3 separate regions of the Mus musculus genome follow, and all the other regions are linked to region 1. The links are chromatin contacts, called in public HiChIP or PLAC-seq and promoter capture Hi-C maps. All regions are on one chromosome and are shown on one strand. Each heading gives the region's core, a stretch centred on a gene start, on an enhancer-like site or on the middle of the called end of the contact. The rest is flanking DNA. Distances are from core to core; before and after follow the strand shown. Region 1 overlaps Ankrd11 (ankyrin repeat domain 11). Region 2 overlaps Spg7 (SPG7, paraplegin matrix AAA peptidase subunit). Region 3 overlaps Sult5a1 (sulfotransferase family 5A, member 1).

What was found. HiChIP or PLAC-seq counts read pairs in DNA pulled down with a chosen protein or histone mark. Capture Hi-C pulls out chosen DNA fragments and counts their contacts.
Region 2: an H3K27ac HiChIP or PLAC-seq map of stem cell-derived neural progenitor cells shows a contact between it and region 1, with 6 times the contacts expected there. The contact joins two enhancer-like sites. A contact is called at or near these places in 70 of 484 Hi-C or Micro-C datasets (3T3-L1-derived adipocytes, the AML12 cell line, the AtT-20 cell line and 38 more), 15 of 115 datasets of contacts at active chromatin or transcription factors (CD4 single positive thymocytes, the HPC-7 cell line, the NIH/3T3 cell line and 9 more) and 4 of 9 other capture datasets (adipose tissue, bone marrow-derived macrophages, liver and 1 more).
Region 3: a promoter capture Hi-C map of adipose tissue shows a contact between it and region 1. The contact joins two enhancer-like sites. A contact is called at or near these places in 1 of 39 promoter capture datasets (hematopoietic stem and progenitor cells), 3 of 484 Hi-C or Micro-C datasets (the N1E-115 cell line, cerebellum and muscle stem cells), 1 of 115 datasets of contacts at active chromatin or transcription factors (large pre-B cells) and 3 of 9 other capture datasets (adipose tissue, liver and pancreatic islet).

The regions. Positions count from the first base shown.
Region 1 is chr8:122,904,699-122,907,888 of GRCm38.p6, forward strand. All of the region lies in intron 4 of Ankrd11 (ankyrin repeat domain 11), which reads right to left. Gm39273 (a long non-coding RNA gene) reads left to right here. Exons shown (of 4, transcript XR_003947488.1): 2 at 1-1,264; 3 at 1,383-3,190. Among named protein-coding and RNA genes, the nearest start is that of Gm39272, 28 kb to the right of the region's middle. Within about 2 kb of position 1,848, at least 211 of the 459 cell types and tissues checked have an H3K27ac peak or open chromatin away from gene starts, as enhancers often do. A contact at or near this core is called in adipose tissue, cerebellum, muscle stem cells and 4 more, where this site is marked.
Region 2 is chr8:123,082,037-123,085,237 of GRCm38.p6, forward strand. All of the region lies in intron 9 of Spg7 (SPG7, paraplegin matrix AAA peptidase subunit), which reads left to right. Among named protein-coding and RNA genes, the nearest start is that of Spg7, 18 kb to the left of the region's middle. Within about 2 kb of position 1,770, at least 33 of the 459 cell types and tissues checked have an H3K27ac peak or open chromatin away from gene starts, as enhancers often do. A contact at or near this core is called in neural progenitor cells, neural stem cells, stem cell-derived neural progenitor cells and 1 more, where this site is marked.
Region 3 is chr8:123,140,652-123,144,064 of GRCm38.p6, forward strand. Sult5a1 (sulfotransferase family 5A, member 1) reads right to left here. Exons shown (of 7, transcript NM_020564.3): 7 at 2,196-2,495. The coding sequence ends at 2,380. Among named protein-coding and RNA genes, the nearest start is that of Mir7080, 12 kb to the left of the region's middle. Within about 2 kb of position 1,525, at least 87 of the 459 cell types and tissues checked have an H3K27ac peak or open chromatin away from gene starts, as enhancers often do. A contact at or near this core is called in adipose tissue, cerebellum and muscle stem cells, where this site is marked.

The DNA of each region.
Region 1 (3,190 bases), core at 598-3,097:
TGAGAAATGGACTAGTCACCTGTAGCGTGGCAGTGAGGCCAGACTCAAGAAAACAATAACTTGGCTTCTATGACCTCTGCAGGTCGTTTCCCAATTTCTAACTGAGGGGAACACTGGTTCTCACTGCACCGCATGAGTCCAGAAGAACACAAGTGATGTGAGCGTCTCGACCCAGACAACAGGCAGGCAGCACGATCTACAAGCTGCCCCTTACTATGCTAAATGCATGCTAAAGATTGAAAAATACAGAAATACAAATCCAGGCATGCACTGAGACCTGGATACCAGCAGCTGGGAGCAGAAGCCCCTCCTAATACTAAGATCCTAACAGATGAGGCAGAAGTAGCACAGGCAAGGGCTCACGGCCCTCAGTGTGGAGCTGGGAGCACACTACCTGGCTCCTATACTCACATGTCTGTCACTCCTCCTCTTGTCTTCCTTAAGGATCTCTGCTGTGCTCTAACCCCAAACACCTTTCACATTGGCTAATTTTGATGTCTCATTGCTATAAATGCTAAATAACAGTCCTGAGCCTTCGTATCAAGTAGATATATTACTTTGTTCTGGTTTGCCCACCAGACCATCTGCCTCTGAATTATGGAAAATACACAATTTGAAACTGAAATTACTTTCTTTGCTAGTCCACAGTCTTCTCTGTGAAGAAAAAAATGGAAAGGGCAAATGGCTGAGAAATATACCAGACCAACCACCAAGTCCATGAAGCATTTTATTTGGCTCTGGTTGTTCACAAGCAGTCACACTGTGGTTATTAGGGCAATCAGCAGGTTCTCCACGCCACGCCCTTTCCCTGCCAAGCCCTAGCCTGTGAGTCAGTGACCTGGCAGACAGATGCACTCTGCTTTCTCACTTGCCATGGTCTAGCATCTGCCAATATGCAGCCCAGAGTTACACCATCTAGTGAGCAAGAGGACAGAAAAGCCTCATTAGCGTGTGTGCACATGTACACACACACAGCCTCTTACACCAAGCATTCCGAGTTCCATATAGCCAATGGCAAGAGAATCCCTCAGTTTTTCCTCTCCCACAGAAGAACTGAGGGATCAAGCCCCGAGGAATGAACGCTTCAGTGGGTGTCTAAGACTCATGAGTCGACCGAACGCTGTACAGACCCGAAAAGAGGCTCAAAGGCACAGCGGTGGAAAAAGTTAATTCTCTCCCTTCTTCCAAGGAAGCACTGTACTGGGAAGCCAGTTTTGACTTCATACGCAATGGGGCAGGTGGATTCTGTGTGAGCCCTAGAAAGGTAGGTAGGGTAATTTATAGATTTTTAAATTAGTGGAAAAATTTTCAACAGAGACCAAATTTTAAGCAAATCACGTAATTCCATAACGAAGGTTTTTTTTTTTTTTTTTTTTTTAAAGTAGCCCTAGGTGGCCTGCAGGTCATAGAATCTACTTGCTTCCCATGCTCCAGGATCAAAAGGTTGTGATGTCACACCAGGCCTCGGGAACTCTACAGAGACCAGACCGAGAGTGGGAGGAAGAGCCTTTCCTCACCAGGTGATGTATGTGGTCAACACCAAAGACCTGGTCTGGAAGAGGCCCTGAGGGAGTGGAGATGGTCTTACAGTCTGAGATGAGGGTACCGGCTCAGACAACCAGGTCTGTTATGTCCCAGTCTCGCCAGTGTCACAGGGGGTCAGGACATGCTCCTGTCCACAGCTCCTGGGCATCATGATCGCAGGCATGTTCCATCTTGAGGTCTATCTGAACACCTACAGCATCTAGCTGCGGCATAAGCATCACAACACTGATAGACAGCCTTGGGAGGGCAAGCTTTTTCATCAGGCTGACTCACAACAGACAAAACTGTACTGTTCTTGGCAGGATGCCCTCAGTCCTGACTAAGCACTGGGGAAGCCGCACCTCCAGTGGGCTGGGCCATTGGCAGCAGGGTCTGGGAAACAGGAAAAGTTTGTACGGTTTGGTCATTTAAGGCCAGCCAGCTTCTTGCCACTTGAGGGCACAGTAAAGGACGCTCACTATTTGCTACTAGGAACCCTGACTGGAATGAGGGTGGGAGGGTACCCCTTGTGTTACTGGGGTAGACCGCATTTGTCATCAAGGATGAGTGCTAAACTGTACATTATCAGCAGAGGGCGCTGGAGGAACACTGGTCAGGAAAGGATAAGCTATTGGCCTAGGGCACTGCAAGCATTTGTCTGTAAAAACCTTTCAAAACTAGGAGGTGCCTTAGTATGACTGAGTCACACACCTCCAGGGAGGTCTGACAACCCTATCAAGATGACCAGAGAGATCCTATCTTGGTCACTATTTCATCGAGTTAAAAATATCAGCACTTTTCCAGCTTCCAGAACTCTGAGCCAAAATAAACCTCTTTATTACACAGGGGGAAAATATCAATCCCACAATTCTTTGCGCACCCATTCTGAGTATTCTCCATCCTGAATGAGGTGGTGGGTGCCACTGCAGAAGCCCCTGCAGACAAGATGCCATCCACTCCATCATACCCCGTTTGTAAGCCAGCACTGCATCTCTGGGTAGGAGAATAATACCCAGTACTTCCTGAGGCATCCAGCTCACCAATGTATAGAAGAGAAAGATTATAAAGTGTGTGTGTGTTTGTGTGTGCGCGAGCGCGCGCAGAACCCAATGGATGAAGACAAACCAATACTTCCAGTACTTAGGAGATGAATGCAAAAGGATCCAGAGGTGGAAACCAGCCTGAGAAAACTGACAAACCCCATCTCCAAGTATAGAGATGCCTAAGGCTGGACGTCTTAAACAACACCAACAGTAGCGAGTTTGCACATAGGCTTCGGGTTCCATTTCCAACGAAGGAAGGAGTAGGAAAGGAGTGGATCCAGTCTTCACTGGAGCTGCGAGACCCGACTCACAAACGTTATAAAGAAGTCAGCCACGGATAGGACAGTAGACACAGCGCTGGCCAGTCACCCATCTCTAGCTAGGTCTACAGTTCAGTCTTCCTGAAAACGCTACCTGCCAAAGCTGAGCCTGTGCCTGCCTCAGGTCAGGTGTGAACATGAACAGTTTGACAGCACACCAACAGCGAAGGCTGAAGGACAATCTAGAGTGCAGTGGTGCAGAGCCTCACAGAGGCCTCCACAGATGGACAGACTTCCCTCCACAACCACAACAGGAGTCAGAGCACTCTCCTGAGCAATGCAAGGACCGCCACTTGCCTTATG
Region 2 (3,201 bases), core at 520-3,019, 180 kb after region 1:
ATGATGGGCGTGTAGTCAGAAGGCAACTCTTAATGAGCTGGTCTCTCCCTTTGGTCTCTCCCTTTGGTGCATGGGTCTTGGGGGTCAAACTCAAACCATCAGGCTTGGCCTAAGGGCATTTACCAGCTGAGCCATCTCTCTCTCTCTCTCTCTCTCTCTCTCTCTCTCTCTCTCTCCTCTTTTCCTTCTCTCTCCTTTTCCCTTTTTCTCCCTCTCTCTCTCTCCCTCCCTCCCTTCCTCCCTCCACTCCCTCTCTTTCCCTCTCTCTGTGTTTGATTTTATTTATTGTGAACATTTTTGTAGTTAAAAATATAAATTTGTCAATTATAACCTCATGGTTTTGTTTTTGTTTGTTTGCTTGTTTGTTTGTTTGCTTGTTTGTTTGTTTGTTTTTTGAGACAGGGTATCTCTGTGTAGCCCTGGCTGTCCTGGGATTTATTCTGTAGACCAGAATGGCCTTGAACTCAGAGCTCCACCTGCCTGTGCCTCTCAGTGCTGGGATTGAAAGCATGAGCTACCATGCCCAGTTTATGGTTTTTCTTTTAGTTTTGAGACAAGGCCTCACTGTGTAACCCTAGCTGGCCTAGAACTTGATACACAGACCAGGCTGGCCTACAACTCACAGGGATTTGCCTGCCTCTGCCTCCTGAATGCTGGAGTTAAAGGGTTTACCAGCGCTGCCCAGGCCTGGGACTCGTCCTTAAGGCCAGGTGAAGCATTAACATGGTGGCCTTCAAGGCACTGCATACAAAACACTACGTCATTCGAGGTGGACAAGAGGTGGAGAGTGGGAGGTCACGTGATGTCCTTCTTTGGCCTTCGTACATTGGCACACACTGCACACATGCACATGGGTAAGTGTGTGCTACTCTCACACAACGCACAGAAGAGTTCACCTCCTAGCTCTTGTGTCATCAGATGGGCTGGTGCACATTATTTCATGAACTGTGAAGTTGCTACAGATTTACCATAAGCAAGGGATGGGTCTGATAGCGATGAGGAAGGGGAGTGTATGGCTGAGAGGCCACGAGGAAGAGGGCAGCTCGAGCTGTCCCACAGCCCTCCTAGTTTCTATCCCTTTTGTTGTCCAGTTGTCTATCAGCATATTGATTCAGAGCCCACAGGGCGGGCAAGCCACAGAGACCCCGACAGCTGCTTTGCATACCACAGAAGTGCTCAGTGTCAAGTTTCCAGAGCAGTAAATGCCTTGGAGACCTGGGTAGAGTCCCTGTGAAGAGCAGAGGGCTCCTGGAAACTCATGGATCCTGAGGACCCAGCCCAAGGACCTGGCATGGAGGTCTTTCTTGTCTCAGCTACGGCTCTGTGATTAGTGCAGTGAAACTGAACATGTGTCCTTCGTCCCTCAGACACTGGCCAGGTGTCCTTGGCGTGAAGGAGGCTCCAGTGAACCTTCTCCTGTGGCTCTTCCGCGCCCCCCCCCCCAACCTCAAAGAGATATTTTATTTAAATAAGGGCTTCGATGGATTTCATAGCATTAATACTCAACAGGTAGACTGACAATCTGCCAACGGGTTTGTTACCTTACATACACAGTTAGAGGCAGGGCCACCTTCCTCAAGAGTCTTGAGTGCGCTAGAAAGCAGGCCGTTTTCTGAGCTGGATTTCTCTGAACTACTATAAAAATAGCTGTTTGTCCCCAAGAGTTGGCTGAGGAACCCGTTGCTTGTCACATTGGCCCAGCACTAACAAGTCTCTTTGTGTGCTCACAGCTGTGTACGCTGGCTCCTTCAGACGCCCTGAAACTAGTCTTTGTCGTCTCTGCAGGAAGAACAGTTTCTGTTCTTTGGCGTGCGGAGGATGGAGCTGAGCGGATGTTGTGCTGCCCGTGGGAAACTCACCAAGGGGCTGAGAGGCCTAGTCATGGAGGTCCCAGCCCAGCACAGGCTGTAAGCTTATACAAGCGAGCCTCAGGCCAGCACCTCTTTCCCCCCCTGCTTACTACGAGGTCACCTGGCCACAGGTGCCTTGGAGAAAGGGCTTTAACATGCTCTGGTCTGTTGTCACATATGCACAGGTTTATGTTTTAGAAACAAACAGTGTAAACGTTGATTTCATATGAGAGTCATTACAAAAATCCTAGTAGGGCCGGGCATGGTGGCACACAACTTTAATCCCAGTACCTGGGAGACAAAGGCAGGTGGAACGCTGAGTTTGCGGCCAGCCTGGTCAACATAGCAAGTTCCAGGCTAGCCAGAGTTACATCATGAAACCCTGTTTCAAGATGGAGGGTGGGGGGTGGGATCGGGGGTGGGGATGAAGAAAATCCTAACAGGACTTGGTGACTGGCTCAGTGTAGAGTTCTTGCCTTGTGTGCATGAGATCCTGGGTTGTATCAAAAATTGAAAGGAAGAAAGGCTGGAGAGATGGCTCAGCAGCTAAGAACACTTGTAGCCAGTCGTGGTGGTGCATGTCTTTAATTTCAGCACTCAAGGGATCTTTGTGAATTCAAGGAGAGCCTCATCATGGCTTTTGTTGCATCTAGGCAGCATCTTCATGGTAGCACTGAGAATATTTTGCACAGCTGTGCCCTGGCAGGATACATTTCCTCATAACTGTGAGACACAGCCTGGGACTCAGCTGTTGTCATACCCTACCAGCAAAGAGTCCTCTAACCTCTGAGACTGCTAGCACCCTTAAGTGGGGTCACTATGGGCCAAGGCCTGGGTGATGCCAGACTTGAAGCTTACTGACAGATAGCAACACTGGCCTTGCTAAGAGCCATGTTCACATGTAGCCACAGCTAATGGACATTCCCCCACCCCAGACTAAGGTTAAACGTGAGCACCCAAGTGAGCCTCCACTCTTGTGTGGGGACGGCTCTTTATTGGTGCTATGTGTTAATAAATGTTCTGTTCCTCCATGTCGACGTTGTCAGGGTATGACCAGCTTCTCTTTACTACTGGGATTCATTCCCCATGTCTCTGTTGTTGCATTTCCTAACCACCCACCTCTTGGGTCTATTCTGCATCCATCCACCACACAAACCTTCCGGCCGGCCTAGATGGCTTAAGAGCTTTGGGGGATTCTTCTGCCTCCACTCCCTGCCTTCCCAGGAGCACTGGGATTAGAGAGCTTGGGCTGTGCATCTGCCTCTTGCAGGAGTGCTGAGAATTCAAGCTCAGGCCTCACGCTTGCAAAATCAAGTGTGGGTGTTTGTCCCCCTAAGTGAGCTCTCTCCAG
Region 3 (3,413 bases), core at 275-2,774, 240 kb after region 1:
CCCCAGTGTTTGGATTCCAGGCATGAACCATTGTGTTAGGTTTCATGAATGCTTGAGGTCATATTTGGGGCTTCCTGAACACCAGGCGAGCATCTCAGCGACTGGGTTACATTCCCAGCTCATGGGGTCTTTGGAAAAGTCACCTGTTGTCATAGGAACTCCCACTCTGGGACACATAGAAGGTCCAGAGTCAAGGATGCTGCTGCTGTGTTCGCAACCATTATAAACGGCATCTATAATGAAGTCTGGGGACAGCGTCCCTGGCTGTGGCCATTCAATTGTCCTTTCAGTACGAGGACTTGGGCTGCTAAGAGCAACCCCGCAACAGACAGACACTCCTTGGAGAACTCGTATGTATCTCTCTCTCTCTCCCTCTCTCTCTCTCTCTGAGATAGGGTCTCTCTACATAGCCCTGGTTGTCCTGGAACTCACGATGTAGACTAGGCTGGCTTCCAGAAGTTGTAGAGTCCTTGCTAAGTGTGTGTGGATTCCTGGCTTCAGTGTCCAGTGCTGCAAGTCACCTTCCTTCCCTCTGCAGGCAACCCCAGTCCTGTGTGCTTGATGCCTCCACCCTTGGGCTCCTCCTACCCATGGGCACTGGCGTGGAGTCATCCTGGCATCTTGGTTGGACTGCTAAGCCTGACGAAGATCTGCATCTAAATTTTCACCCAAGAAACAGCGAAACAGAGCTTGGTGCTTCCCTGCCTCTCGCAGGACAGGCTCTACCTTTTTCTTCCAGGGCATACTCCTTCCCAGTTCTCTTGATGTCCCCTGGTCTGAGGCAGGCAAGCTGGGCTTAGCTTTTTTATTTTTAAATAGTGTATATATCTATATCTATATCTATATCTATATATATATAGATATAGATATAGATATAGTGGCTGTCTTCAGACACCCCAGAAGAGGGCATCAGATGCATGCTAGTACACATGGTTGTGAGCCACCATGTGGTTGCTGGGAATTGAACTCAGGACCTCTGGAAGAGCAGTCAATGCTCTTAACCGCTGAGCCATCTCTCCAGCCCCCTGGGCTTAGCTTTTGACACCAAAATTCCCGAGGGCGACAGACAGCTCACAGTCACAGTACTCTAGCTGCCTGCCTCATACCCGGTACTCCCTCCATGTGGACCACGGCTGGGGCTGAGCAGCGGATACCTGTGCCACAATGTTCAGGGTGAGTGTTCCTGGCGTCTGGATACCTTCATGTTCCACACTGGGACAGGCAAAGTGGGGGGAGCTCCCAGATCTGCAATCAGACCCCGAAAAGTCTGCATTCTCATGTGGCCTCATGGATTCTCTTGGCCTGGTTGGAGTGGGTGTGGCCTTGTTGAAGGGATAGATGTGTCACTGTGTGGGTGGACTTCTATGCTCAGGCTATGTCTGGTGTGACACAGTCCTGTCCTGCCCCCCCCCCCAAAAAAAAAAAAACCCAAAAAACAAAACAAAACAAAACTCCACAGGGGCCCTTTCCAATTGCTGAGCCAAGGCCCAAGGGTCTAGAGAGAGTTGTTCTCATCGCAGTGCGTGAGCAGACAGCTGCTATAAATGAAAACAGGACGGAGCTCTGAATCAACCGGTTCTGGAGCCAGCTCCTTGGATCAAGTCACTCCTTGGCTTTAAGCCAGGGACGGATTTTTGTCATATTGCCATTAGAGTATTCCATGGAACTCAGGCAGATGGGCAGCGCACAGGGATCGAGAGGATGAGAAGGGACTTTCTGCCTCCACTTGGGCCTCATTATGCCCAGTGCTGCCAACACTTCTTCTCAGAGCGGAAGCTTGCTGCGGTGCACATGTGACTGTGATGGTAGCCATCTTGGAAGGCAGCCCACATACTCTGGGAGCCCCAATGAGTGAGCAGAGACCTTTCCCATTACTTGGGTTTGTTGGTGTTTGTTCCTAATGCTGGCTTTGGCTTCTCTGGTCCAGATTTGATCTTCTTGGGAACCCCACAGGCTCCTCCCGCTTTTCTACATTCTTTATCTTTGCCCTCTGGAAGAATGATCCTGGGGTATAAGGTCTAGGGAGTCTCATCTGGAGGTTCTAAAGAAAGTTTTGGGACTGCAGCCTAGTAAAGGGCCAAGCTCTAGAGAAAAAAGAGGGTTCCGAGGATCTGTGTCCCCTTTTTTCCCTAACTTCCAAGGTAAAGGGTATATATAGTACACAGGTCCAGGCTGAGCCTGGGACAGAGTCTGTATAACATGAATCTGAGCTTTTATTGCTAGACCAGGAACATAGCACAGTAGGAGGACAGGCTAGACCAGGGGCGTAGCACAGGAGGAGGACAGGCTAGACCAGTAGCATAGCACAGTAGGAGGACAGGCTAGACCAGGGTTGTAGCATGGTGGGCCCATGTGAATGGGCTAGATAGGTCAGAAGGGTCAGTCCATGGTCCAGGGGAGGCAAAGGCCAGAGTCACCCATCTTGGACTGGTAGACAGCGTTGAACTTCTCATTCAGCTCAGGAGTAAAGTATTCCCTCCAGTTCCCCACAACACCTAGAGTAAGGGCAGATGGTGCGAGTCAGGCAGGGAGAGAAGACAGTAAACCACACTAACTCCTGAGAGACTGACAGCTACTTCTCCATCACCACATTCTGAATTATGTCCTGGAGGAGGCATGCGAACCTCCCATCTGGTACCTGGGAACATGACTTAATTTAGAAATAGGTTAAGAGGAGAGAGGCCTAATCTAGTGACTGGTGCCCGCAGAGTGTAGGAGTAGAGCCTGGGGTTGTTTGAATAGGAATGGCTCCCATAGACTCATGTGTGTGATGCTTAGCCCGTAGAGTATAGCACTCTTAGGAGGTGTGGCCTTCTTGGAGGAGGTGTGGCCTTGCTGGAGGAAATGTATCACTGTGGGAGTGGGCCTTGAAGTCTTCTATGCTCAAGCTATGCCTGGTGTGGCACAGCGTCTCCTGCAGGTCAGGAACCCTTAGCTCCTCCAGCACCATGTCTGCCTCTACACCTCCATGCTTCCCGCCATGATGATGATGGCCTGAATAAATCCTGAAACTGTAAGCCAGCCCCAATTAAATGCTTTACCTTGTAAAAATACCTCTCCGAAAGTGCCCCAAACTCCATCATTGCCAACTCTTCCAGAAGAGACTGACCTCCATTGTTAGAGGCAACAATGTTCAAGCATTGCCTGAGCCCAGCCCCGCCCATGCAGTTCTGAAGAAAGGGTAGCAGAAAGGTTCTATCTGCCTGAGTACCTGTGGTCATGGTGCCTCCTCACAGCGATGAAACCCTAATCAAGACAGAGCCTAGCGGGGCAGTGGTGGTGCACGCCTTTAATCCCAGCACTCGGGAGGCAGAAGCAGGTGGATTTCTGAGTTCGAGGCCAGCCTGGTCTACAAAGTGAGTTCTAGGACAGCCAGGGCTACACAGAGAAACCCTGTCTCGAAAAACCAAAAA